Linked DNA regions of Mus musculus: region 1 is linked to region 2. A link is a contact called in public HiChIP or PLAC-seq data. All regions are on one chromosome and are shown on one strand. The core of a region is the stretch at or near the end of the contact, and the rest is flanking DNA. Distances in the headings are between cores, read along the strand shown.

Evidence for each region. HiChIP or PLAC-seq counts read pairs in DNA pulled down with a chosen protein or histone mark.
Region 1: an H3K4me3 HiChIP or PLAC-seq map of embryonic stem cells shows a contact between it and region 2, with 8 times the contacts expected there. The contact joins the promoter of Zg16 here to the promoter of Ppp4c in region 2. A contact is called at or near these places in 15 of 39 promoter capture datasets (the C10 cell line, the HPC-7 cell line, the SN4741 cell line and 11 more), 4 of 484 Hi-C or Micro-C datasets (B cells, bone marrow-derived macrophages, nephron progenitors and 1 more), 24 of 115 datasets of contacts at active chromatin or transcription factors (the 230-238 cell line, the NIH/3T3 cell line, the SCID.adh cell line and 15 more) and 4 of 9 other capture datasets (adipose tissue, embryonic stem cells, liver and 1 more).

What each region holds. Positions count from the first base shown.
Region 1 is chr7:127,051,238-127,053,937 of GRCm38.p6, forward strand. Zg16 (zymogen granule protein 16) reads right to left here and starts at 1,438. Exons shown (of 4, transcript NM_026918.3): 1 at 1,396-1,438; 2 at 682-743; 3 at 390-522. The coding sequence starts at 736.
Region 2 is chr7:126,791,097-126,793,796 of GRCm38.p6, forward strand. It overlaps Ppp4c (protein phosphatase 4, catalytic subunit), which reads right to left and starts at 1,451. Exons shown (of 9, transcript NM_019674.4): 1 at 1,327-1,451; 2 at 965-1,127. The coding sequence starts at 1,062.

The DNA of each region.
Region 1 (2,700 bases), core at 188-2,687, 260 kb after region 2:
ACACACTTCAAAGAGGCCCGAGGATTTCAAACACCAGAAGACTGCCCAGGCCAGACAGGGAAGAGACAAGCCAACAACTGGCTCATGGTTCAGAACATGGAACAGAAAGAAATACATTTGGCTCTTCATGTGATGGAAGTTTCCAGCTGGAGGGTGGGATAGAACTATTCCAGGACAGACAACAAGCAGGGACAAAGGATGCTCAACAGAAATGTTGGAAATAGGTTTAAACCAAAGGTGAAATCCAACCCAGGTAATGTAAGGCTCCTGGGTGTTTGTGATTACAACGTGCCAAGGTGTGCACAGGTGCGACCCAAGGTCAGCGAGAACTTTCCAACTTAGCAAGGTCCTAGACAGATCCCAACGTACAGAAACGCAGAGACTCTTACCCTACTATGTAGTATCTGTTGACCCGGATACGGAAGGCGGTGATGGGGCCGTCCAGCTGGTTGCCAGAATGAGAGAATCGCTTTCCTCCTTTACCTCCATACTCTCCACTGTAAGAGGATGTCCTGGACTGAACTAGAGGGGAAAGAAAGGCCTGGAGGCACAGATGCTCTGGGAGCACAGCTGTCCCCCATACCCTCCTGCCTCCCACCACCCAAGCCAGCCTCTGACAATCCTGGCCAGCGGCAGTACACGGGCTGCCTTCCCATGATCTCCCTGTGGCATTTCACTTACTGGAATTAGCAGAGGCCGAGGCACAAAGAAGGACTAAGAGGGCGACGGCCAACATTCTGAGGCTGCGGTGGGAAGAAAGTTAAAAAGAAAGCTCATTCCGTGATGTGACTGTGGCTACTCGTCTCTCCAGATCCAAAAGAGAATCCTAACTTCCTTTCAGTCTGTCCAGCTGAGTCAAGCCTTCCTCCATCCCCGCACAATAAACAAGAGAGCTTTCTGAAGAGGAAGTAAAGGCCATCTCCAGAGTCCTGAGGCAGTTGAGTTGGTGAACCAAGAATCTGAGCAAAACCTACCTGAAGTCATCTAGTCTATGAAGTATCTGAGGCACACTTAAGTCTCTAGCATCATTCTACTCTTAAATCAAGGCAAAGAAGATTTTAGAGGTGCCTCCATGTGACCTTGGGAGCAAAGGAGATGACAGAAGACACTGTGCCAACGACAAGGGTCTGAGAAGACCTGGTGGAGCTGAGAGAGGCTAATAGGAGGGATATGTGTGAGCTCAAGACATCAGATCCCAGGCAACTTGTCTGTGTATCATAACCCTGTCTCCACCAGCCAAACTGTCCATATCCATCCCCCCAAGCATCCCTCAGCCAAAACCAGACATCTTTGCACTCCAAAGCAGCTCACATCCAGGAGCTGATACCCAAGTCTCCCCTGCTACAGTCCAGGCATTGTCTTTTCTAGCTCATCTCTGAGTATCTCCCAACTTACCTTTCCCCTAGAAGTTGCAGATGCTAGTCTTCTAGAAATTTCCAGAGCTTTTATACCAGGTCCAAGCCCTCCCACTGTTCTTTATCCTGTGAACCTCACCTGCTGAGCAAACATGATCAGCTTCTTAGGGTCAGGTGTCAAGCAGGCCTGGAACATCTTATCCTGCCTCTCCCGCAAGGGTTACAGGTGGCAAGGTGGGGTCCACTCTAGACAATGTGCCAGGTTTGTGAAGAGACAATTTGCTAAAAGTCCACCTGAAGGGTGGGGAAAGCAGTTAGTATTTAAAGAGTGTGATTAATCCAGACATGGTGGCTCATGTCTGTAATACCAACATTTGAGGGGTGGGGAGAGGGTCATGAGTTCAAGGCCAGGCTGGGCTGTAGATGAGACCCTGTCTGAAAACACAAACAAACAAATGAGAATGTAATCCAAGAGCTGTAGGTATTCATCCCTGAGAATCAGTCCTTGCCCTAGGTCAGCCCCAAGAACTGACCCCAGGTAACTGTCAACCTCAACAGTCATTTGTGATACATCTTCTCCTAGAAAACAAAATCACTTTCAACTCTGAGCAGTGCCAAATATTTGCCTGATAATTTTTCTCTATTTGTTGGTATTATATTATGAAAAAATCTAATTATAAAGCTTAAAAAAATAAATAGTGAGCACCTATATCACAAAGTCTGATGTTATTAATGCTTTGCCATGCCTGGGCTATCTGTCCTTCATCCTTACATCTACCCATCCTCAGTCAGACACTTCTCAAGTCTTTTTTTCTCTGAGAAGGGGAGCCTGGGGCTACAAGTGGGCAGTCCAATGGGCATGTGGGAAGCAGAGGGACAGAGTTTATACAAGTCCTCCTCTGCGAATACTTAGACACTCTGTGAGGACTAGACCCTCAGGACCTCCAGGCACCATGGTTATAGATCACCAGAGTGAGCTGTCCCTTTCCTTAGGTCTGAAACACCTCAGATCAATGCTGTTGATTTCTTCTTCCTTTAGGTCCTTCCCTTCCAAGGCTGATTTCCTCTTGATCTAAAGTCCCTAGACCGGACCCCTAAGTACTAGTACTTGAGACCCTGTTAGACCAGCCCTGTGATCCCTGAGTCACCAGGACCTTCCCAGCAGAGAGGTTGGAGCCTAGGGAGGAGCTAGAATAAGCAGTGTCAGGCCTTAATGACCCGCAGTCAGGAATTCAGAGCATACACCCCTTGCCTTGCAGGCTCACCATCTGGGACTGAAAACTCATCCCAGATAGCTAGAGTCCTGCCCTGAGGAACCAGAAATAGGGCAGGGCTCCTGGTGATA
Region 2 (2,700 bases), core at 201-2,700:
CTTACAATTTCCTTCTACTTCCCAGAGAACTCTGCCTCTCTCCATATCCATATCATGCTTAGCTCTCATGTTGTGGCCTTGACCTAGCTTAGGATGACCCTAAACCCCTCATTCTCCTTTCTTGGCATCCCAAGGGCTTGGGAGGGGCTGTTGAGAGGGGCTGGAGATAGCTCAATGGTTAACAGCACCGACTGCTCTTCTGAAGGTTCTGAGTTCAAATCCCAGCAACCACATGGTGGCTCACAACCATCTGTAATGATATCTGATGCCCTCTTCTGGTGTGTCTGAGGACAGCTACAGTTTACTTACATAAAAATAATAAATAAATCTTTAAAAAAAATTGTGTTGAAGCTGTGAGTTTTTTCAAAAACTCTTCCTTTTTTGAAAAGACCTCAACTCAGTAAAATGAGCTAGTCTGAAACTCTTCTAGTGTGACCTATTTATTGTTTTTCTTAGGATCGTAATGGAACACGAAGGTGGCTCAACTCCGTCTTCCAGAATCATAACTAAAAGGATCCGTATTCACAAGATCTGGCTTCAGATTCCATTCCTTCCTTGCTGGTAATTTTGAACAATTGGAGTCCTTGTTTGTTAAACTAGACACAAAGTCATTTTCTCTTTTAAGGACTGACGGGATTGAGAGGCTTTCGCAAATCACGTTTTGTTTTCTTGCCTTGAACCATCTCCTCACTCTTTAAGAATCTGTCCGAGAACTCAGCCCCTCCAAGAAACTTTCACCCCAGCAGGGCAAGCCATTTTCCCTGAGTTCCCTAGAACTTCCTGCCACTCGCTCTTACTCCACTAGAAACCCATACACAGCCGCCCCGTGGTTCCTGGGGAGAAGTGGCTCTCCGGACCTCTCTCTGGCGACGTTTCCGGGCTTGGGCAAGCCCTAAGTTCTCGGCGGAGTTTGCCCGGCCGAGACCCCCGGGGCGACCGGCTGGAGTCCCTTCCGCGGGCTCACCTGGCCTTGGCGCACAGGGCCTTGACTTCGCTCTCTTTGATCAGCTCGCAGCGCCGTAGCTGCTCGATCTGCCGGTCCAGGTCGCTGATCTCCGCCATGGCCCACCCCCCCGGCGCGGGTCAGAGTCGGGGCCGCCGCCCCCTCCGGACCGCACAGGGGTCTCCTGGGAAAAGGGAAGGCGAGCCCGCCAATCAGAGGGTCCGTGCGGGAGGGGGGACTCGATTCTGGGACCGCCCCCCCCTCCCCTCACGGCGGCCCAGGACCCTCCGCGTCCCGCTGCCCTGGCCGCACCCCGCCAACTCCCGTCGAACCCCGCGGGCCCGCGCTAAGGACGGTGGCCTAGAGGGGCCTCGGACAATTACCGCCGCGGAGACTCCGGCTGAGTCTCTTCGACTCCCCACTTCCCTCCGCTTTGGGCCTCCGCCACCGCCGCTTCTACTTCCGGCCTCGCCGCGGAAGCAAAGGGAAACCAGTGCTCTCGCGCGCCGGAAGTGACGCACACGAGCCACGCCTCGCTGAGGCACCGGGAAGGAGAAGAGAAGTAGCCGGAAGTGGGCGGGCGAAGTTGGTTGGAGGCAAATACAGCAGTGCGCCTGGTGTACTTGTGTATGCCTGGTGAGGCGAGCCGCGGTAGGCTTCTCATCTCACATTACATTATTCCCTGGGCTGCTTCTATTACAGATCTCACGGATAAAACTGCCTTGTTCATCATTGCCTCTCCGGTGTTTAGAATAAGGCCAAGTATTGCAGATATGCATAAATAATTGTTCAATGAAAGAGCCTATCCTGGTCCACATTTCTTGCCACGGTCCCATGGAGGAGCTCCGAACCTGGGCCAGACATAGTGGCCTATTTGTAATCCCAGAACTCAGGAGGCTAAGGCTGATCGTGGATACTAGGCTGTCAAAGCTACAGAGCAAACACTTGGCGGGGGGCGGTCACCTCACGAAGATAGCATATCTGATAAAAGAACTTGTCACCAAACCTACTGACCTGATTTGGATCCCCAGAACCCATATGGTGATGAGAGAAAACACGGAGGCTTAAATCTAATTGAAAAAAAATTTTTTAAGTGTCCACTCTCTGGACACCAAGCTTTTCCAAAATAGTTCACTTTTTTTCTTGACAGGGTTGCACTGTAGCTTAGAATAGCCCAGATTTCACAGCGAATCTCAGCCCAGATATTAATCAACCACACCCAACAATGCTTCTTATTGCCTGAACATATTCCTTGAAGGTGGCAATGGGTTTGGAGGCTAGCTTGATCACAGTTGAATGCTGAAAGTCTGGAGTTTCAATCAAAGCTCAAATATGAATCCATAGCTGTACTTGGTGGTGCACGCCTTTAATCCCAGCACTCAGGAGGCAGAGGCAGGCAGATTTGGGAGTTCGAGGCCAGCCTGGTCTACAAAGTGAGTTCCAGGACAGCCAGGGCTATACAGAGAAACCCTGCCTCAAAAAGCAAAAAACAAAAATTAATCCAGAAAAAAGTGGTTTTCAGGTCTGGCTTTCACCTTTCATTTGCTGAAACTCAAAGCAACACAAACACTAAGCCAGCCCCTGGAGCTCCCCAAATTCGCAGTGCATGCAGTCTGCCTCCTTTCTCTTTGCCTTTTGCTGTAGGCAGAGCAGGTTATTGATCTTCTGCACACCATACTCCCTCTTTTTCAGTATTCTATTGTCCCTCTCAATTTTGAACAATTTTTATGTGCCTTAAGATTTTCTTATAGAGGGTG